7 separate regions of the Mus musculus genome follow, and all the other regions are linked to region 1. A link is a contact called in public capture Hi-C and promoter capture Hi-C data. All regions are on one chromosome and are shown on one strand. The core of a region is the stretch at or near the end of the contact, and the rest is flanking DNA. Distances in the headings are between cores, read along the strand shown. Region 1 holds the start of Zfp408 (zinc finger protein 408). Region 2 holds the start of Fnbp4 (formin binding protein 4). Region 3 holds the start of Agbl2 (ATP/GTP binding protein-like 2). Region 4 holds the start of Mapk8ip1 (mitogen-activated protein kinase 8 interacting protein 1). Region 5 holds the start of Psmc3 (proteasome (prosome, macropain) 26S subunit, ATPase 3). Region 6 holds the start of Slc39a13 (solute carrier family 39 (metal ion transporter), member 13). Region 7 holds the start of Spi1 (spleen focus forming virus (SFFV) proviral integration oncogene).

Evidence for each region. Promoter capture Hi-C pulls out the DNA fragments that hold promoters and counts their contacts. Capture Hi-C pulls out chosen DNA fragments and counts their contacts.
Region 2: a promoter capture Hi-C map of pre-B cells shows a contact between it and region 1, with 5 times the contacts expected there. The contact joins the promoter of Fnbp4 here to the promoter of Zfp408 in region 1. A contact is called at or near these places in 2 of 39 promoter capture datasets (erythroid cells and pre-B cells), 4 of 115 datasets of contacts at active chromatin or transcription factors (astrocytes, bone marrow-derived macrophages, memory CD8 T cells and 1 more) and 3 of 9 other capture datasets (adipose tissue, liver and macrophages).
Region 3: a contact with region 1 is called in a capture Hi-C map of macrophages, with 3 times the contacts expected there. The contact joins the promoter of Agbl2 here to the promoter of Zfp408 in region 1. A contact is called at or near these places in 1 of 39 promoter capture datasets (pre-B cells), 1 of 115 datasets of contacts at active chromatin or transcription factors (bone marrow-derived macrophages) and 1 of 9 other capture datasets (macrophages).
Region 4: a promoter capture Hi-C map of liver shows a contact between it and region 1, with 4 times the contacts expected there. The contact joins the promoter of Mapk8ip1 here to the promoter of Zfp408 in region 1. A contact is called at or near these places in 2 of 39 promoter capture datasets (both in liver).
Region 5: a promoter capture Hi-C map of embryonic stem cells shows a contact between it and region 1, with 2.7 times the contacts expected there. The contact joins the promoter of Psmc3 here to the promoter of Zfp408 in region 1. A contact is called at or near these places in 13 of 39 promoter capture datasets (the C10 cell line, cranial neural crest, embryonic stem cells and 8 more), 2 of 484 Hi-C or Micro-C datasets (embryonic stem cells and erythroblasts), 4 of 115 datasets of contacts at active chromatin or transcription factors (the SCID.adh cell line, bone marrow-derived macrophages, double positive thymocytes and 1 more) and 3 of 9 other capture datasets (adipose tissue, liver and pancreatic islet).
Region 6: a promoter capture Hi-C map of erythroid cells shows a contact between it and region 1, with 6 times the contacts expected there. The contact joins the promoter of Slc39a13 here to the promoter of Zfp408 in region 1. A contact is called at or near these places in 14 of 39 promoter capture datasets (the C10 cell line, the HPC-7 cell line, cranial neural crest and 8 more), 5 of 484 Hi-C or Micro-C datasets (B cells, embryonic stem cells, erythroblasts and 1 more), 4 of 115 datasets of contacts at active chromatin or transcription factors (double positive thymocytes, embryonic stem cells, memory CD8 T cells and 1 more) and 3 of 9 other capture datasets (adipose tissue, liver and pancreatic islet).
Region 7: a contact with region 1 is called in a promoter capture Hi-C map of adipose tissue, with 4 times the contacts expected there. The contact joins the promoter of Spi1 here to the promoter of Zfp408 in region 1. A contact is called at or near these places in 4 of 39 promoter capture datasets (the HPC-7 cell line, cranial neural crest, embryonic stem cells and 1 more), 1 of 484 Hi-C or Micro-C datasets (B cells), 3 of 115 datasets of contacts at active chromatin or transcription factors (bone marrow-derived dendritic cells, embryonic stem cells and large pre-B cells) and 1 of 9 other capture datasets (adipose tissue).

What each region holds. Positions count from the first base shown.
Region 1 is chr2:91,648,338-91,651,278 of GRCm38.p6, reverse strand. Zfp408 (zinc finger protein 408) reads left to right here and starts at 1,488. Exons shown (of 5, transcript NM_001347175.2): 1 at 1,488-1,575; 2 at 1,854-2,128. The coding sequence starts at 1,530. Arhgap1 (Rho GTPase activating protein 1) reads right to left here and starts at 1,161. Exons shown (of 14, transcript NM_001359970.1): 1 at 1,027-1,161.
Region 2 is chr2:90,743,977-90,746,917 of GRCm38.p6, reverse strand. Fnbp4 (formin binding protein 4) reads right to left here and starts at 1,360. Exons shown (of 17, transcript NM_018828.3): 1 at 1,092-1,360; 2 at 130-222. The coding sequence starts at 1,320.
Region 3 is chr2:90,781,231-90,784,171 of GRCm38.p6, reverse strand. Agbl2 (ATP/GTP binding protein-like 2) reads right to left here and starts at 1,445. Exons shown (of 18, transcript NM_178755.4): 1 at 1,412-1,445; 2 at 499-596; 3 at 47-186. The coding sequence starts at 146.
Region 4 is chr2:92,399,692-92,402,632 of GRCm38.p6, reverse strand. Mapk8ip1 (mitogen-activated protein kinase 8 interacting protein 1) reads left to right here and starts at 1,370. Exons shown (of 12, transcript NM_011162.5): 1 at 1,370-1,604. The coding sequence starts at 1,507.
Region 5 is chr2:91,052,483-91,055,423 of GRCm38.p6, reverse strand. It overlaps Psmc3 (proteasome (prosome, macropain) 26S subunit, ATPase 3), which reads right to left and starts at 1,408. Exons shown (of 12, transcript NM_008948.2): 1 at 1,093-1,408; 2 at 766-849; 3 at 320-445. The coding sequence starts at 1,176. It also overlaps Gm13778.
Region 6 is chr2:91,068,889-91,071,829 of GRCm38.p6, reverse strand. It overlaps Slc39a13 (solute carrier family 39 (metal ion transporter), member 13), which reads left to right and starts at 1,515. Exons shown (of 10, transcript NM_026721.3): 1 at 1,515-1,675. It overlaps Gm39874 (predicted gene, 39874), which reads right to left and starts at 1,479. Exons shown (of 2, transcript NR_166131.1): 1 at 1,324-1,479; 2 at 207-764.
Region 7 is chr2:91,095,262-91,098,202 of GRCm38.p6, reverse strand. It overlaps Spi1 (spleen focus forming virus (SFFV) proviral integration oncogene), which reads right to left and starts at 1,525. Exons shown (of 5, transcript NM_011355.2): 1 at 1,210-1,525. The coding sequence starts at 1,254.

The DNA.
Region 1 (2,941 bases), core at 239-2,738:
GGGCTAAGTCCATAGCTCAGTGGTAGAGCGCTTTGCCTGCATACACAGGGTCTCTCCAGCACATGCGCGACAAGAGAGCGCGCGCGGGCACACACACACACCAAAGCAATTTATTCAGAGTGATGCACATAGCACCAGAGTTTATTCAGAGTCTTCACATAGCAGACTGTCATTAGCTGAATGAATGAATGAATGAATTTCATAAGTGGAGAAGGAAACGGATATTTGTACTATGAACTGGGCACAAATTCACCTCACAACTGCACTAGTAGTTCAGCATATGCTATAAAAACCATTTTACAGTTTGAACAAAAAGCGGGGGGAGGGAGGGAGGGAGCAAACTGCTACAGATCATAGAACCCAGACGCAGGATTTTAACCCACAAGTTCCAGTTTGAGGTGTTCTCTAGGTTAAAGTCAACCCCCTCAACAGTGATCTTAAGTGACTGTCGGTCACAAAGTTCACTGGGATCCAAGAGGCGCCACGAAAGGGCAGCCAGACTTCTCAGGGCAAACTGAAGTCACAGTACTTGCTGGTGCTGGAATCAGACTGTTTTGTGACTTTGGAAAAACCCAAATCCTACAAGGCTGCAACTCTAAACTATAATCATGTTTGCATAGAGTCCGAAAACAAACAACGAATGGAGTGTATTTCGTTTCACAAGAAAGTGAGATGAAAGCACGGCCTATCAAGTGACAAGGTGGATCACTTCCCCTGATTTCTAGCTCTCAGTGCTATGCCAGATCTGATCAGGACGACTTCTCCCTCCCTCCCACCGGCTTGCTCTGGCTTGGCCTATGCCTTGCAGAGGGAGGGCAGGAACAAGTCAGAGAAAGTGGCTGTCTTCTCATTGCAGGCGCCGAAATGGGAAAAATCCCGGCAGCGAAGAGACCCAGGCCCTCGGGCCCAATTCCACTCCCGACCCACTGCCTCGGATTTTCCCCTTTCCGACCCAATTCCTTCCGTTGACCAGAGCAGCTCTTCCCCACCACCACGCCCAAAGAGACCCCGCGCTCCGCAGCTCACCTCGTTCCGGCAATGCTTCCTCTGCCACGCCTGTCAAAGCTCGGCAAACATCCGGCTCCGAGATGGGAATGGGAACCGCCCCCTCGGGGGCCCCCAGCTCCCCAACCACTTCCGCCATTTCTTCTACCTACTTCCGGCTTGCTGCCCGGACCAAACAAGGCTTTCTTGGTGCTCCGCCCACTTCCGGCAATCACCTGACAAAATGTGAGGTTAATTAGCCGAGCTGTCCGACTCGCCGCTACCTAAAGTGAGTGAGTTGGGTTCCGCTTTTCCAGATGCAGGAAACTAGCGGGCCTCTGAAATCCTAGGTTCGTATCGCCCATCGGACAGGGTTTTATCTGTCAAGTACTTCCAAACTCCCAGGTCCATCCTTCAATGATGCCTAACCACCCGGATTCTTCCTTGAGCTTAAATTTGAAAATCAAGGACTGTTTCCGGGAGGAACCGGGACAAAAACGCTCACTTCCGGTAGAGGGGAGTGGCGAGAGAATCTCTGTCCCACGATGAAGGAGGTGGAGGAGGTGATCTTGGGGAAAATAGAGCCGCACCGTGAGTGACCTGCGATGTCTGCGACCCTCAGCCCTGGACTAGATGGCCACAGCGTTTTTCTAGTCAGCGCATTCCCTTACATCCCTTTTTCTCTTGAGCCTGGGATCCTGCTCCGGTGCCCTAAGAGACTAGACTCCCTCCCAACCATTCAAGGGCCCTACTAACTAGAACCTTGCTAATCCCTCGGACTCTTGGGTCATAGCTGACCCTGTACCTCTCTTTCCCCAACCCCACGCCTTCATGGACCACTCCTTTACTGCCTTCCCGTCTCCCTGCAGCCCCAGAGCCACCCCTGGGCCAGGATTCAGGATGGAGCCCTTCCGGAAAAGGCTTTGCTCCGGGCCTCAAAGCCTGCCCGCCGGGTACGAGCCCTGCCATCCTTGTTCTAAGGAGCCTCCCCCAGGGCTTGGCCGTGGGCCCCTCGAGATCCAGGAATCAGCACTTGGGGGTCTGGTGTGTAGGAGCACCCCTGCAGCCCGGCCTGCATTGGGGACCTCTGGAAGATGAGTCCGTCCTGGAGAAGGGCGAGGGAATGAAGACACCGCACGAGGAGGTATTGAGGAGTCGGACATCTGTCTGAAAGTTTGGGGGAGGTTCAGACATTTCCGGACAGCTCTTCCAGTTTGTTAGAAGCAGGATATTTTCAAACTCGAGAAATAATTGTCCCTTCATTGCAGCGCTGTCTTGCTCTACCTAAGCAGCAGTAACTAAAGCAGATGCAAAGAAGTTGTGAGAACCTGAATTCCTACTGTGTTGGCAGAGACAAAGGTCAGAAGCTAAGGTTACCAGGATCAGATTCAAACCTGTTAACTAGTTAGCTAAATTACACACCTAATATTACTCACCTGTAAAAGAAAGTTGTGGCTGTTACCGAGATCCTTTGGAAGACCAGAGGACACGATGCAAGCCAAATACGCCTGTGCTTTGTAAGCATTAGTAAGGATTGTTTAAAAGTATTGGTGCTCTTGCAGCGTTTTCTGTTTGGTATTTGCTGAAAGGCTGTGCTGTTTAGAGCTTTCCACACCTTTAAGGAGAGGTGAGTGGACTCTCTGGTCTTCACTGACTGAAGATATAAAACAGCACCATAGAACTGGGCGCGGTGGCACACGCCTTTAATCCCAGCACTGGGTGGGAGGGGGGCGGGGGGAGGCAGACGCAGAGGCAGGCGGATTTCTGAGTTCGAGGCCAGCTTGGTCTACAGAGTTAGTGCCAGGACAACCAGGGCTACACAGAGAAACCATGTCTTGAAAAACCAAAAAAAAAAAAAAAAAAAAAAAACAAACCACACAGCACCATAGTGTAGAGGCAACCTCAGAGGCTGCTGCTAGCCTTAGAGTTTCATCTTATGAAAAAAAAAAGTGGGGGA
Region 2 (2,941 bases), core at 111-2,610, 900 kb after region 1:
ACGACTTTTTATGAGAAATAATAAATTAGCAACATTTAACCATCCAACAACCCAGCTGCACACTTTTATCTTTCAACTTAATAAAAGATATTTTAAGGGAAAGGCAAAAACAACAACAAAAATCTCTACCTGTTGCCTTGACGGCTGTCGGTCTGGTGGTCATGACTGGTGTTGGAGGGTTCTGAACAACGTTGGGGACCTCCACCACCACTTCTTGTTCATCTGTATTTGGAATGCACAAAAGGAAGCTGCAGTCAGTCAGTGGGCCAGGGTCCAAAGCTTGACCTTCAGCCTGAATCAACTTATAAAACCAGCGTGTATCACTGATGCAAACTAAGAAGACAAAAAACAAGCTGATCTACCCTTCCATTCATTTAGTGGTAGCGACAGTAAGAACGTGAACACTATGAAAATGGCACCTGCAATACTTAACAATTAACATGCATAAATACTTCTGCACGTTTCCACACGTTATGTACATCCTATTAATCTGATTCTTAATGTTTGATACAGTATAGCTTCTCCGGCATCTACTCCATGCAATTGTTACCCTAAACCCAAACACAATTCCAGAAAAGCCCACACACAGGTTTTGTCACTTTCCCTTAAGTCTGGGGTTACCGATGCTTTGTCTAGCATAAGAAAAAAATATGGGTTTGTTCACTTCTAAAGAGTGGTGTCTCCATTTCAACAAAAACGAAACCAAGCGTGACAAGTAGAGAAGGCCAGGTTCAACCGCCTCAAGGCTCGCACGTGGAAATTGCCCTCCACCTTCTGCGTTATTAAGATCGAAGGGAGTCATCTAGGAGACATTTGGGGTCCCAAGCCTCGGTGGACGGCACAGGTTCCGGGGAGAAACCCCTGCACCGCAAAGGCGCCTCAGATGAGTCCGGGCCCGGCCTTCCGCCTCCCAGAGTCCCCGACCGCCGTCCCGCGGGCCCCAGATCGCTGGCAGCCGAGGTGTACCTCGCCCGCCAGGGTTTCTCTTCTTCACCGGGTCCGAAGAGACACCCGGGAACCTAGGCCGCAAGCCCCGTGCTCGAGTTTCAGACGTCCCAAATAAAAGCAGGGCTCCTCTCGCGCGCCCTTACCTTCTGAAGGCGAGTCCTCTGGGGCAGCGGAGGCAGGCACCGCGGGCGACGTCGCGGCCGCCGCCGTCGCTGCTGCCGGCGCTGACTGGCTTGTCGCCGCCGCAGTCGAATCTGCCTCGGGATCCGGATCGGGGTCGGGATCCCGGCCCGGGGTGCTGCTCCGAGGACCCGGTGGAGAGAGCTGCAGGATAGGCCTGCGGCCGGGTACCGCCCGGGACTTCTTCCCCATCATGAGCCGGAGCGCGAGCAGCGAACGACGGCAGATTAGTGGGGCGGGCGCACAGCGCCCCGGTGCGTAATCAATATTCATGAACCGTGGCACCGCCTCCCGAGGAGATCCGCTTTTAACCGGCGCGGTGCACTTGCGCATGCGGCCTGCGCCCCGGTGCTTTTACGCACGTTCCGCTCCATCCATGGTGGGTGGGCTTTGTTCAGGGAAAAGGCGATTGGCTGTTTTGACTTGAGACGGACTCGGTAGCCAATAGCAAAGGGAAAAGACAGGACTTCGCGCCAATAGTGCGGAAGGGCCCGCGGTGTGTGCGACTTCCTTAGACTGGGGTTGCACCATGCGCTGTTAGCCAAGTCTTTTCTTTAGGGCTTTGTCCGCCATCTTGTAGCTATTTTCAGCTGCTTATTGCTGTTTGTCTTTGAGGAAGATAAAGATACATTGCACCCTTCTGCAAGTTCTCTTGGTTATTGTAGCTTCTTTGGGGTATAGTATTAAACAATGATGATGCTGGGTGTTTATACATCGGTAGGCTTTTTCTGTTTTGTTTTGGTTTTGTTTTTGATTTTCGAGACAGGGTTTCTCTGTGTAGCCCTGGTTGTCCTGGAACTCACTTTGTAGACCAGGCTGGCCTGGAACTCAGAAATCCGCCTGCCTCTGCTTCCCAAGTGATGGGTTTACGGTAGGCTCTCTCCCCACTTTCTTGCTCCAGCCCCGCTCGCCCCAACCCAAAGGTTTATTTATTTATTAAATGTAAGTAAACTGTAGCTGTGATACACAAGAGGGTATCAGATCTCATTACAGATGGTTGTGAGCCACCATGTAGTTGCTCGGATTTGAACTCAGGACCTTTGGAAGAGCAGTCAGTGCTCTTAACCGCTGAGCCATTTCTCCAGCCCCAGTAGGCTCTTTAAAACGAAATACGACGTGATTAGTAGGGAAAATGACTGGACCTTGGAAACAGTCAAACTGTTCATATGGGATACCGAAGCCTTACCTCATCCTACTTCTGTAAACACTACTTTTTTGCCCTACCTCCAACTCCTCCACCTTGAGGCTGAGCTCTTTACATTTTGAGTCTTCCTTGTTCCCCATTCCTAGAGTCAGGTGACATCCTGAGTCATTAATGTTCTCCCCAGAGATAGTTACCACGCAAGATAATGCTGATTTTCTCCAGGACCCACTCCTTCCACCCATCCCTGATTGCTTCTAGACTAATGACAGCAGGCCAGAAGATGAGAAATAATGCCTAAAGATGGTGCACTGTACTCCTGGAGAGCTACTGAAGTGTTCTAATAACACTGGAAGTAGTTGTCATGGTTCATGTCTATAATTTCAGTGGAGACAGAGGTAGGAAGATTTCAAGTGAGTCTAGCCAGGTATGCATATTACCAGAGCTTACAAAGTGAGATCTTGTCTCAAAGATAACAATAATAACAATAAATTAATAAAATAATAATAATACAAGGAGAAATCTGGGGAAGATGTATGAGAATGGATGTTAAAGAGGGAGTATAAGAGGCAGGAGGATTTCTGAGTTCGAGGCCAACCTGGTCTATAGAGTGAGTTCTAGGACAGTCAGGGCTACACAGAGAAACCCTGTCTCGAAAAACCAAAAAAACAA
Region 3 (2,941 bases), core at 196-2,695, 870 kb after region 1:
AATACAACAGTTCAACCCGTGGATGCTGGAGAGAAGGAAGTGTTACCTTTGAAATATCCATAATACTGGAGGTGATGGTGAATAAAGTCCTCATAGGGATCAGGAAGAGTCTGTGAAAGAAAAGCCATCTCAAGCAGGACATTCATTCAGATGACACTGACTTCTTAACCAAAAGCACCAAACACGCTGCATAGGATACGGGAACAAAACAAGCAAACGCCAGGCAAATAGTGAATTATTCTATTTTGGGAATCATAATCTCCAACAGGTCTGGTGGCAAACACTAGTACTCCCAGCACCAGGGAAGCAGAGGTAGGAGGAGAACTCAAGTTCAAGGGTAGTCCGGGCAACAGAGTGAGTTCCATGCCAACCGGGGCTAAAAAGCCCATCCTTCCGCCGCCCCAAATATACCTCCAGCTGGACCAGCATGCCACCACAGTGAACCTTCTGACCTTGGATTGGGTTTCTGCGAAGTTATCGGAAAAAGAGTGTACCAACCTCCGGCTTTAGTTCTGTTTCCAACGCCGGGAACATGTTACTGCCGCATAGTATGATGTAGGCGAGTTAGTAGCACCGTACCCAGCTGCAATATCTGCCTGATTTCCAAACAGCTGATTACACAGAAGTTACAAATCCCCGTAGGAAAAGTGAAAAGAAACCTAACCAACCACCACCGCCAACAAATAACACCAAATCTGCAGACCCTGCCCTTTCACACCCACAACCACTCGGGGGTTAAACTCTTGCCAAGCCGGCGTCTTACGAAAGGAGAGGATGGTGGTTGCCAGCACACACCTGAGGAGCTGGGGCGCTCTGCGTGTCCCCACGCCTGGTCCACTAGATTCACCAGGAGCCTCATTGGCCCCATGCTTAGTTTACGCTGAGAACAGATGCCCAACACCAGGACGCCGCAGAAAAGGGAAAGGAACCGGGTTGGGGGCACGCGCAGAGTCGCCTCAGAGCAGTTGAAAAGGAAAGGTCAGGGGTCGGAAGCGAGAGCCCTGGAAACGTTCAGTTCTGAGCGCCCTGCCTCGGAGTGTGGACTGCCCAGAGGCAAGCCCAAGGAAGGACAGAGCAGAAGTTTCCACCGGAGCCCGCGGGGTGACACCGCGCTGCCTGGCTACCCCTTCCCCGCAGCTGGTCCCCAGGCCGGGTGGACGCTGCAGGAGCTTCTCCATCTCTCCACTCTCACTCTTTCTGCAGAGGCCAGCCTGGAGTCCTGTCCGTCCCAAAGCTCCTTGCCCCCTGCCCTCCTCGCCCTCTGCCCCCCTCTCCCCATTCCGCCCCCCCCCCCCGGCACTCTCCTCGCCCCCCTGCACTTCCTGTCCTCTCACTCCCTTCCTGCCTGGGATCCCCTGCTTGTCCCCTGCCAGCTAGGGCGCTCCTTCGCAGGCCCAGTCCCTCAGCTCACCTGCTGGAGTTTTCTGCGAGGACCCTGGGAGCCTAGCAACCGGGAGCCAGAAGCGGAAGGAGGGCAGGACCCCGCCCTCATCTGTAAGCTGCGAGCCTTGGGATGTCAGGCAACTTGCGTTTCACATTCCAACGGTTTACTGATTCAAATTTCATCTCAAACTTTACAGACACAGTCTGGGGACTGATGAGTAGAACAGTGCCGAGGGCCTTCATATTTCTACTTTCGGTAGTTGTAAAGGTAATTTACTTTGTTCAAGGGCCTGAAGCTTCTATTCCTTTGGGGGCTGGTGAGGGTTAGAACTGTATGTAGCAAGCAGCCAAGAGTTATTTAAAAAGAGCAGATACACTAGGAGAACACGAGGTCAGTCCTAGAGAGAAGGAATCAGGTTCATTCTAGTTTACTTCATTTCTTCTCCCTTTGACAAACGTAAAATGTCCTTCCCCCATCCCTGCCTTGTCTTGATTTGGTTTAAAATAGTAATTATTCCTTTTTAAAAAAATGTGTGTGTGTGTGTGTGTGTGTGTGTTCACCTGGAGGCTAGGTTTCAGATCCCTAGGGAGCTAGTTACCTGCAGTTGTGAGCTGTTTGAATTGCTAAGTGGGTGCTGCTCAAAGAGCAAGTGCTTTTAGCCCCTGAACAACCTCACCAGCCGCCTCCCCTTCACTCTTGTTTGCATGTGCAGGATGAGCAGGGGAACATGTGTACACTTTATGGAGTCAGTTCTTCCCTTCTGCCTTTGCATGAGTTTCAAGTGCCAGGCAAACACAAACCTTCTAGACTATCTAGCCAGCCTTGTTTTTTTTTTTTTAAAGATTTATTTATTATTATATGTAAGTCAGACACTCCAGAAGAGGGAGTCAGATCTCGTTACGGATGGTTGTGAGCCACCATGTGGTTGCTGGGATTTGAACTCTGGACCTTCGGAAGAGCAGTCGGGTGCTCTTACCCACTGAGCCATCTCACCAGCCCCCCAGCCTTGATTTTTAAACATTGTTTTAATCCGTGTGCTTGTTGTGAGTGCAGGTGCCCGCCCACTGAGGTCAGAGGTCTCCCTAGAGTGGGAGACCCGATGTGGTCTTGTGGACGCTGGAAACCAAATTTGGATCATCTGGAAGAGCTTTCAGAGCTGAGCCCCACTGTTACTTGAGACTTGTTCAAGGACTTGTGTGAGTCTCCATCGACTAAATGACCCTATTGTCTAAAAGTAAAGATGTGCTATTTTAAGGGCAAACCTCAGAGCTGAAGAGATGACTCAGAGGCAAAGAGCACTGGCTGCACTTCCTGAATTCAAATCCTAGCATCCACCTGGTGCCTCACAACTATAGTCCTATGGGATCCCTCTTCTGGTGTAGATAGATGTATATGCAGACAAAACATCCATATATGTAAAGAAATCTTTAACAAAAAGTTAAAGAGTAATTGACTCATAAAAGCTGGGCCCACAATCCCTCAATTAAGCTGGGACAGGCCAGATTAGTACTCTAGAGAGAACGCCCTCCTCCCAACTGCTCTGCACTGTTATCAGAT
Region 4 (2,941 bases), core at 121-2,620, 750 kb before region 1:
TGGTCTGTCCTGCTCCATTTATGTGAAGGGCAGGGTCTGTGGCCAGAGGTGACCTGGCAGGGAGGCTCTCTGAGCCACCAAAAACGGGGACTCGAGTCTTGGTAAACGGTGTTGTGTGAGAAAACCCAATAGAGAACCAGGAAGAAAGCACAGCTAGACCCAGAGTGGGTGCAAGGAACAGAAGCAACCACAAAGCTCTCAAGAATCCGGCCCTGGGGATGAGGAAGGTCCTAGGCCTTAGGGTAGGAGAAGCCAGTTCAGGACTGTGTGAGTGCAAAAGGGGTGCTAGATAGAAAACGCAGTGGGAAGACAGGTGCTGAGAACTGGGCACAGGAGTTCACACTAATCCCCCAGTTTAGCAGGAGACTCAAGAAGATTGTCATCAGTTCTTAGTCAGCTGAGGCTACATGGTAACTTCCAGGACAAACTGGAAATGAAAGAAAAACAAGTGATGGGGTAGTCCTGGCATACAGAGGCTTCACAGGGCTAAGAAACCAAAAGCATCACTCAGGTTATCAGGGGTGGTCAGGGCTCAAGGGGGTCTTTGCTGAAGGAGGCAGAGGCAGGAGGATCACGAGTTGGAGGCCAGCTTGGGCTACACATTTTTAGGCCGGGCATGGTGGCGCACGCCTTTAATCCCAGCACTTGGGAGGCAGAGGCAGGCGGATTTCTGAGTTCGAGGCCAGCCTGGTCTACAGAGTGAGTTCCAGGGCTATACAGAGAAACCCTGTCTCAAAAATCAAAACAAAACTAAAGGGTGGGTCTTGATAGAGGTGGCCTTCAGAGATTTCTGCGGGAGGTGATCCCAGTGCACAGGTGGGTGTTCCCAGCTCCCAGGGACAAGTATTTCTATCGTTTTTCTTCCTCCCCATGCTCATGGAGGGCTCATATTCCATTTCACACATGGGAAAGACAAGCCTTGGAACTATGAGGTCACTAATGCAATTCTCCACTGCCTGTTCACTTGTGGAACCAAGCTGTGGTCTTAGGTCACCTGGCCCCATAGCTGACTGCTCTTGGACCCCACTCCACCACCATCTCTCCTTTCTCAGCCATCTTCTGTAACCCTTTTCCTACCCCAGTTGCTGTGGAAGGCCAAAGACGGACTTGGGGAGCAGGATCTTGCCATCCGCTGATGCCCTCGATCTAGGTCCAGCTCTGAGGAGAGCAAAGCTTTGCCAGTGCTTGGAATGTCCCTGGGATGTGTAGGGAGGCCGAGGGGACCCAGGGCCACGGGATCGAAGCGTCAGCACTTCGGAGAGCGCCGGGGCGGGGCGGGGCGGGGGCGGGGCCACAAGACCCCAGCCGGCCCGGGGGCGCGCGCGGGGCGCTCTCGCGGGGGCCGCAGGCGAAGCGGCGCGCTGTCCGGAGCCGCGCCCGCCCCAGCTCAGTCCGAACCCCGCGGCGGCGGCGGCCTCCTCCACGCGCCTCCGCTGCTGCCGCCGCCGCCGCCGCCGCCGCCTCCCGCGCCGCTCTCCGCCCGGATGGCCAGGGCTGCACCCCGGAATGGCGGAGCGAGAGAGCGGCCTGGGCGGGGGCGCCGCGTCCCCACCGGCCGCTTCCCCATTCCTGGGACTGCACATCGCGTCGCCTCCCAATTTCAGGTAAGGATCGAGGCCCGGAACCTCGGGATCCTTGGAGACCCTGAGGGCGGCGTCCTTTCCCGGCCGAGCCCCCAGCCCCCACAACCTCCAGTCCAGGTTGGTGGCCACCGCGTGGCCCCCCGCAGCTCCTTCTGCCATTCCGTGTCATGGGGTGGGGTGATTGAGGTGGATCTGGGGCAGGAACCTGGGAGGTCGCCTTTCCCCTCCACCTTGGCGGGAGTGGGTCTGGGGTTTGGATGGAATTCCCGGTGCAGCAATCCGCCCAGACTTTATCCTGCCGCGTTCAAGGTATCTAACCCAAGGTGGAAGTAGGCTAAGGGGTTGGGGGCCCAGAGGCCCCAATTCAAAACCCTTGGTCCTTTAAGAAGAGTCGTGAACCCCTCTCCCAGCTAGCTTGGCCAGATGGGTCAGATTGCTAGGCGATCTTGGACAGGGTCTTCTGAATTTGGGCAGCTCCCTGGTCAGTTGTATCTCAGGACAGGTGCAGAAGGATTGGCCTCAACCAGTGAAACCCAATTTGCTTGAGGGAGGGGAATCTGCCTGTGGATATCCAGGGATACTGTTGGGGGGTCCCCACTGTGTAAAGACTCAGGACACCGAACTGAGCTCCTCTTTGACCCACCCCTCCATCTGATGTTAGACCAGGTGAATGAATTTCAGAGATGTAAGGCATGATGTGTTGAACCGGTGACTGTCCTCTCTTCACCTTTTCACACACATACACACATACACACACACACACACACACACACACACACACACACACACACACACAGAGAGAGAGAGAGAGAGAGAGAGAGAGAGTGACGAAGAAGAGAAGGGTGTCACTGCTCCAGAATGTAGAAGCTGAGACATACCTCATTGTTTCCCCATCAGGAGCAGGCGCCTTTCTCTCTCCTGGGACCCTTGCTCCAGCCAGGCCCCAGCTGGGCTCTGGCGCCAAGTTGTCATCTATTGAAGGGGTCTCTAGCTCCCAGGTCCTCAGGTGGGCAGACACACACACACACACACACACACACACACACACAGACACACACACACACACACACACACACACACACACACACACACACACACACACGATCTTAAATGGTATGATCAGGCCCTGAATCCTCCAAGGAGGCCCTAAACCCAGCTGAGAGAACCAGAAGGAGGGGGCCAGAGGATGGTTCCAAACCTGAGGAAAGCCTCCAGGCTAATGCTTCAGATTCTCCCTGGTAGGTCAGGCCTTTGCAGGGGAAGAGAATTAGCTGCGAGGGACAGAGGTTCGAATCCTGTTTCCACTGCTTCCTCGCTGCCTGATCCAAGCTTGCTTTTGTCTTTGGTCTCATCTGTGG
Region 5 (2,941 bases), core at 159-2,658, 600 kb after region 1:
AATCCACTACTGTGTGTGCTCAAACAGTTCCCTAAACCCACAAGGCCACAGGCCTTCCTTCCCTCCTCAGTCTAGCCTTAAGCTTAATAAACATAGATGATGTGTTAGGGGGTTGACAACACCTTTGTTGAGGTGCTGCTTCTGTTTGCAAAGTTCATCTGCCCCAAGAAGGAACAAAAGAAGAAAATGGCAGAAATCTGTGACACTTCTAAGGTCTTTGCAGACTTAAACATTGCTTTTTACACTCTACCCTATGGGCCCCATCCCTAGATGTCTCCAAGCCTCCTGCCTCCTCCTCTTCCCACACACAGACACACACCTCGATGACATTGGAGACAAGGTACGGCAGGGTTTTGTTCACTTTGATTTTCTCACTGTTCTCTTTGATTTTGTCTTTCATGGCTTGGAGTTCATGGGTGACTCGCAATACTTCACTCTTCATGATCTGGGATAAGAGAAAACCAATGTTCAACCCTGATTCAGCCTGCATTCATTACAGCCCTCTAATAGATGAGGTCCAGGTTACCCGGGAGACCCATCCAACCAGATCTCAGGCTTTCTGAAGGCCCAGCCTGTACATGTCCAAACTGCAGAGGTCAGGACAAGAGGCCAGTGGGAAAACCTCCTGACAAAGCGGCTGTGGGACAGGGCTAGGTATTTTCCATGGGTTTGAGTGTGAATTCATCCCTCTCTGAGCCTCGGGTTCCTCATCTGTAAAATGGAGATCTGAGAACTCCGCTGCCTGCACCGGAGCCAGGAGCCCACCTTGATCTCGCTGTCTAACAGCCGTGTGCGCTGGACAATCTCTTCCGTGGACATCTTGAGCACCTCCTCCCCAATGCCATCTTGCTGTTCAAATAAGAGAAGAAGTACTTATTTACTGTAACTCAGAGCTGCCATCCCACGGTCCCACAGCCCCCTCAGCGCCTGCTTCCTTAACCCAACAGCAGGATGAAGTCGGGACAACCCAAGAAGCTCTGCAACCAGTCCAGACCGGACCTGGCCTTCCAGCCACCTCCTTTCCCGGCCTCCAAGAACGTCTAACCTTATAGCCCAAACTTTGGGACGCCCCTCAGGTCTCCCAACACTCACCTCAGCTTCATCCCACACGGTCGCCATCTTCTCCTGCCGAGTCACTGGACTCTCGGGCGTCGGCAGCAGATTCATTTCCTGCATGAAGAGGCCGAAACTGGGAGTGCGCACGAGCCCCTGAGGGAGCCCAGCGCAGCCTTTCTCAACGTCTTCTCTCCACCCGTGGAGAACTTCACCCGCGATTCCTGACGCGACAGAACGGGTTCTGTCCGCGTCTCCGAGCGAATCTGCCGCTGGGACTCCACGAACCAAACCGAGGCTACAGGGCCCGCCCCGTGGCTCGCCGGTTGCTCCGGTTTGTGCGGGAGCGAGGGCTGGGCTGCTATTGGCCGGCGTACAGGCGGGGCGGGGCTTGCTGCACAACCGGAAGAGGCGGGAGGCAGGAGAAAGCCGCGGAGTCTTTCGGGAAATGCAGTTTTTAGCCTGGCGGATAACTGAAAAGGAGTTTGCACAGGTGCCGGTGCAATCTAAGAACCCAGGTAAACTTGGAATTCACGGATTTGCAAAATGTCCAGTGTGGTGGCGCATGCCTTTAGTCCCAGAACTCTGGAGGCAGAGGTAGGCGGATCTCTGAGTTTAAGGTTAGCCTGGTCTAGAGTGAGTCCAGGAGAGCTAAGGCTACACAAAGAAACTCTTGTCTCAAAAACCAAAAACAAAAGGGAGGGAGGAAGAGGGGGGGGGGAGAGGGAGAGAGAGAGAGAGAGAGAGAGAGAGAGAGAGAGAGAGAGAGAGAGAGAGAGAGAGAGAGAGAGAGAGAGAGAGAGAGAGAGAGAGAGAGAGAAAGAAAGAGAAAGAAAGAAAGAGAAAGGTTGAAAAGAAACTGCTAGGTTTGATGGCACATGCCTGTCATCACAGACACTGAGCCACTGCAAAGATGAAGCAGAAGGATTGCTGCATATTAAGGCCACCCTGTGCTACATAGTGTATTTCTAGCTATTCTGGTCACACTGTGAGTCTTAAACAAAAATAGCCTAACAAAACCCAGATAAACCATTGCTTCTACTAATATTAATGCAGATCTAACTGTCCACATAGGGAAGTTATTTTTGTTACAATGTACTGTATATATGTTTCTACTCTTGTTTAAAGTATTATATCTACACAACTCATGTGCTGTAAAGTTCTAGTCCTTTAAAAAATTTTATTTATTTATTTTGATTTTTCGAGACAGGGTTTCTCTGTGTAGCCCTGGCTGTCCTGGAACTCACTCTATAGACGAGGCTGGCTTGAATTCAGAAATTCACCTGCCTCTGCCTCTGCCTCTGCCTCTCAAGTTCTGAAATTAAAGGCCACCACTGACTGGCAGATTTATTTATTATTATAAATAAGTACACTGTAGCGATCTTCAAATGAACCAGAAGAGGGTGTCAGATCTCATTATGGGTGGTTGTGAGTCACCATGTGGTTGCTTGGGACTTTCAGAAGAGCAGTCTTACCTACTGAGCCATCTCTGCAGCCCAAGTTCTAGTCCCTGAAAGCTGCTATTACAAACTGTTTAGGATAATCTGAAAGGCAAGTTAGTAATTAGTTACCCATAAATAATGACATTTATGGTCATGTTAGATACTAGTTTAGTTAATTACAGAAATAAGCTTTATTTAGTCTAAAGATGTTTTCAAAGTTACACAGGTTGTAAATAGCTATAAACAAGCAATGCTTGCCTATTCAACATAGTCTATGTCGATAGATGGTCTTCAAACACTTCAGAGATCTATAGAATATGGCATTTAAGATGTCTTAATAACAAGGCTTTTTTTGTGAAATTGAGATGCATCAGCTCCTGGCATTACCTAAATATTATTTCAAAAAGATAATGGGCATTGAAGACCCTCCATATGGAGTTTGATTC
Region 6 (2,941 bases), core at 266-2,765, 580 kb after region 1:
GGTATAAAAGGCTGGGGTTGTAGTTGATAGAGTACTTGCCTGGCACACACAATGCCCAGGCTGTCAGCACTGCATAAACTGGATGTAGGAGGGCACATCTATCCAGGCAGTCCACAGGTTCCAGGTCATTCTCTGCTATATAATAAGTTTAGGGGTAGTCTACATGAGACCTTATGTCAAAAATATATAAATAAATAAACCAAGAGTGGTGGCACACGTATTTAATTCTAGCACTGAGGAGGTAGAAGTAGGCAGATCTCTGTAGGTTCAAAGTCAGCCACATCTACATAGAAAGTTCCAGAACAGGCAGGGGGTTAGGGCTACATAGAACCAATCTCAAAGTAAAACGACAACAACAACAACAACCACACACACAAACACACACTGTGAGGTAGGGCATCAACTGTGATGTGTGAGTTCGGTCTGCTCTCGGAGCGCCCAGAAGGAACAAGGGACCATAGAGAGCCGCAATGGTAGGTGAGGACTAATGAGCCCCTCACTCTGTCACAGCCAGCCCAGGGGAGCACTCATTCGGCCTCTGCTGAATGTCTTCCATGTCAGTTACTGGCTGATTCCCAGAGAAGGATGCAAACATGTATCGGATCGCAAAGGAGTGGGGGGTGTTAGGCCACATCCACACCTTAGCTCCAGCTTAGACATGAGGTGGCCATCGCACGCCCTAGGGAGAGGTACATCCAAGTTGAATTCCGCCTCTGCCATATGTGTGACATATGTCTGACCCTAGGTCAACAGTCAGTACCCACCTGAAAGATAAAAACGATTTGGTAAAGTTAACACTGATTACTGAGTAAATGGTCAGTAAAGGGCTACCCTAGATCAGAGAACTGTAGCCATTGTTATTGCCACTAACTGCTCCTTCGGTCTAAGAGTTCAGGTACAGCTTTGTCAGGGTAAGAGAACACCAAGTCCTTTGTTGTATCCTGGCTTGAAATTCCAGGGCACAGGCTCTAGAAACGTGTACTGGACTTCAAAGGGTTACAGTCCTGGAGACGGTGGCCTGAGGTTCCAAGTGAAAAACCAAAGCATAAAAATAATTCGATGAGTAAGAATAAAATTCCCTCTTCTGAGGTACCCAGAGCCAGGCCCCTCCTTGCGGCAGGCACTTCCCCTTTCCCTAGCTCATGGAGGAGCCAGGCCTGCTGACTCAGAGAGCCATAGCCCTGCTCTCGTCCCGGGACGGAGCGGTTTGGCAGCCGTGCGCGCCCCCGTGTGGCCACTGCTGGAACTGCATCCTCAGAAGGACGCCACACTGAAGCCCCGCCGCCCTGTTGATCCCGGTTCCCGCGTGGGTGCCGCCCTCACCCTAGCTTAACTTGGCTAAACGCGATGCCCACGAGGGTACCCACTTCCGTCCTACTCTCCCCGCAGCCCCAGAATCCGCCCCGAGCGGAAGTGCGCTGACCGCGCGGGTCCCCCATGGTATGAGGCGGAAGCGCCTCCCCCGCCGTCGCTCCGTCTAGCCCCCCGGAGCCGCGCGCGTCGGGTTCCGGACTGTCCCGTGTGACGTGGCTGCACGCCGGGGGTGGCTCCGGGCTGGGGGCCTAGTGGTGGGGCCGGGCGAGGCAGAGCGGGGCGGGGCGCGACACTGCAGCTGGATGGCCGGGCCCGCCCGGAGCGCTGCATCTGCTGCCGCTGCCACCTCTGCCACTGCGCGGTGAGTGATCGCTGGACCCTCAGGCCGGCGTCCGGGGCGGGATGGACCGTGTCAGTTCCCAAACCTGTCGCGACTCGTCCTCAGTTTAGGAGTTGAACTTGCCTGCTCTTTGGCTCTTTACCTCTGACGTCCCACGCTCTGCCCCTCAGCCCTCCCTGCTGCCCCGCTTCTTGTCTTCTCCTTCCACCAGACATTCTAGCTCATTTTATTGACTTTCCTTTCTCTTGCTTTCTCCTTTCTCTCCATACCCCATACTTCTCTGCTGAACCTGTGGTCCCCCCTTGCCTCTGCATGACCCGCTAAGGTCTTGGCCTGGCGAGGGCCTGCCTTGGTCCCAGTGAAGCTTTGCTCGTTTGTTTGTGCTGGTGTTGGCAGTGGCGGCCGCGAGGGGTCGGGGAGGGCTGGGGCAGGGGTCACTAATTATGGCCTGAAGATTCCAGACATAGGCTTGTAGCCCACCAATCAGAGACCGATGATTTCTCTCTTAACATCCATTGGCAGATGAGGAAACTGAGGCAGTTTCAAGGTCACAGCCAGTAGAAGACGGGGCAGATCACATTTAAACTTTCCAGATTGAACTTCTGGCTTGGTTGACTCACATCCCCATCCGGCTGCCATCAGTCTGCAGAGCACATTCCTTCTGCGAGTGCTTCAGACCTCCCCTGGCATTCAGAGGACTTGCATTCCCTCCTCGATGCCAGCAGCTACCTGCATTGTCAAGTTCACCTCATATTCATCGCTGTTAGGGAGCTCTGTTACCTCATCCATTCCCTGATGAGGACACTGAGGCTCAGGCTCATAAGGGACTACAGTCAGTTAACAATCTAGAGCACCAAATTAATTAGCCATAAGTTAGTTACCACAGCCTCTGGCTCTGGCAACTGTGAGGCATCTCTTCTCTTCAGCCCCACCTCTTGTCTCTTGGTGCCCAAGAATAAGATCATTTAGGAGGAAGAGGTTTGGACTATGACTCAGTTTCCCCACCTGTGTTTCTTTGTACCACGCCATCAAGCTAAACAGTGCTGGCTTTAGACCCTGGGGTGTCTTTACCGGCACATTCTGGCAGCCAAGCCTCTCCTGGCAGCTAGAGGCACCCAACAGGGATGGTCCCTCCTCCGGTGGCTGAAGGAGCCCAGCCAGTGCCTCACCCAGTCATTAAGGAAAGTTTAGCCTCAGGCGGACACATTGACACATAGGCTGGAGCCAGCTCAGAAGGAAAATATGTGTGGTTCTTGGGAGACGTGTAGATGGGCAGAGGGTGCTCCG
Region 7 (2,941 bases), core at 276-2,775, 550 kb after region 1:
AAGAAGAGGTCAAGGGTCAGGGACAGTGGCTTTAATTGAGGCAGAGTGAACTTCTGGGACACCCTCCATCACCTGTGCTTGCCCCAGCACCTTTCCCGTCCCAGGCAGGAGAAGGGGATCAGGGTAAAGGAGAGAACAGTGAGATTTGGCGAGCCTGTCTTCTATCCTGTGAGGAGACCAGAAGCTGGCCCTCTTCCCTGGGTTTCCAGGCAGCACACTAGGCCTGCCCCTGTTGCAGGACACTGACTACGATGTCAGGCCTGAGGTGCTACGGAGGGCTGGAAGGGATAGAGAAGAGATCTGTCTCTAGTTCAGGAACGCTGAGTCAGGTGGGCAGGCCCTGCTCAGCTTTTCCTCACTGCCCCAACACCTCCAAGGGTAGGAGAAAGCAAGAGGGTCCTCTCTAAGGGATTCTGGGCTGCCATTCGCCCAAAGCTGTGACTGTCACTGAAAACAGGAGGAACAGGTGGGATCCTCCCACCTGCTAGTGTCCCTGTCCCTGCCCCACCTTAACTCTAGCCAGATCTTCTCACTCCAGTCCCAATCTCCGTCCCATTCTGGCCCCAGTCCATTCTTCACCCGATTTCTCATTGAGCTAAGTTCTAGCCACAATCTAACTGCAGGGTTTCTGCTCTGTTCTTCTCTTGCCCGGCCTGGCCCTAAGAAGCCAGTCTTGGTCACTGCCCAAGACTCTCAGATCCATGTAGGCCCAAAGCCCAAACACTTGGATCAACAGCCAGGCCACAAACTGAATGTTGGGGACCCACGGGTGACTTCGAGTTCTAATAGCCTTTGCCTCAGGAGCCCACAGGTCTTGAGTTGAAACCTCTCCTGTTGCCTCCAGAGACTCCTAGGCCAGTCTCCAGATCTCCTCATCCATGGCCTCTCAGGAGCCGCCCTCGCCATCTTCAACCCAGAACCCTGCCCTAGAGTTCGGCCTGCCACTGAACCCATCTATAAATAGCTGTTCAGGCCCCACCGATCACAGCCCCACCATGGGGCCAGCCGGCAACCCTCAGCCCGCCAGGGCATGCTCTAAGGAAGCCAATGGCCCCTCGCTGGGTCTCAGACCAGCAGCTCCGGGGAGGAAACACCAACTTCCCACTGATAGGGAGCCGGAGGGCATCGGGTGGGCTGGTGGGTTAGTGGGCAGATGGTCACACATCCCAAAGCCCCAGGCTGGGCTGGTAGTGAAGCCCCAGTACTCACAGGGGCGGTGAGGGAAAACCCTTCCATTTTGCACGCCTGTAACATCCAGCTGAGCTCCAGGTTGGTCAGATCCCCTGCTTCGGTGGGGATCAAGGCGGATCCCCCTCAGGACCAGGTGCCCCGTCGGGGGACTGGACGGTCGTGGGTCAGACGCAGGGCTCAGGCCTGCCCCCTGAGCTACAGGAGCCCTGGGTGAGCCCCCTCCCTTGACATTGCAGGGCCAGCACAAGTTCCTGATTTTATCGAAGGGCCTGCCACTGGGAGATAGTCCCCTTGGGGTGACATCACCGCCCCAGCCCGTTTGCATAAATCTCTTGCGCTACAGGAAGTCTCTGGCCGGCTGGGGCAGGTGGTTCTCAAAGGGCAGCCCTGGGAAGACAGGGGGCCAGGCCCCTGCCCAGAGGAAACTGGGGCTGGGAGGGAGAAAGGCTAGCACTACCATGGAAGGCTTCTGCTGCTCCGGTCGCTAGGCCTTGCTGAAGTAGTCCACTGTTCTTTTAGCCTAATAATACCGATTTCTTCTCAGTCCCCTCTGGTGGCCAAGAGTCCCCTCTTCGGGGGGTCAGAATAGCGAGAGCGTGGATCCCTAATTTTGAGGGTGAATTTGTCAGGTGGAGGACTTTGGTCCCAAGGCTGCCAGGCTTGGCTCTTCCTGTAGGCCCTGCAATATCTGCTAGATCGTCCTAAGCCAATTAGGGCCAACAGTAGACACTGGGTCTCCCACATTTTATCTCCTTTCCAGACTTCTCAAGTGGGCTTCCCTTCCAATTGGGAAGGACATTGGCTTCTGATCCCCTCCCCTCCCAGCTAAGTACCACAGCTGGTGTCAGATCCCTAAGGACATTGTTCCCAGCCCAGTTCTCCCGGTTTCTCCAACCCTTGAACGTTACGATCTAGACTTCCTCCTTTATAAACCTTCCTCGCACGTTTCTTCTTTCCTCTGTTTTCCTATCCTTGTCTCTTTCTGATTGTCTGCTCATCTCTCCAGCCCATCACACCACCCATCCGTCTACACATCTCTGTTCAACCAACTGCTCATTTCTGAGCTGCCAGTCAGCTCGTCTGCTTACCCTCGCGGTTAGCAACGTGCTCATTTAGCCACTTGTCTGTCCGTACATCAGCCCATCCATCTGCTAACAGTTTGTATTTTTATTTCTTTATCTACTATATGACCTTCTGTCAATCTGGCCACCTGTCCATCCATCCATCCATCCATCCATCTGTCCATCCATCCATCATTTGTCTACACATACATTCTTCCACCCACACATCCATCTATTCACTTAATCTATATATCCATTAATTCATTAGTCTGCCTATATCCATCCATCTCCCAGTCTACTCATCTACTTATCTATTCTCAATGCACTTTTCCATCCATCCATCCATCCATCCATCCATCCATCCATCCATCCAACCATCCATCCACCCATCCATCCACTTAACTATTAATCAGTCTACCTATTTACATATCCATCCATCCATCCATCCATCCATCCATGCATCTTCCCTATGTTAACCAAGCTCTATGCTGAGTTCTGGGAAAGTGGAAGGGTTTCCTGTCCTTCAGACATCCAGTCTAGAGAGTAGAGCAATAGTTCTTTTCCTCCACACACACCTGTCCCCCACTTCTGACTCCAAGGACACACACACCTCTAGGGAGACTGCTCGGTTGAGCAAGAACTTGTTTTGTTTTTGTCTTTTTGAGACAGTTTCTCTGTGTAGCCTTGAC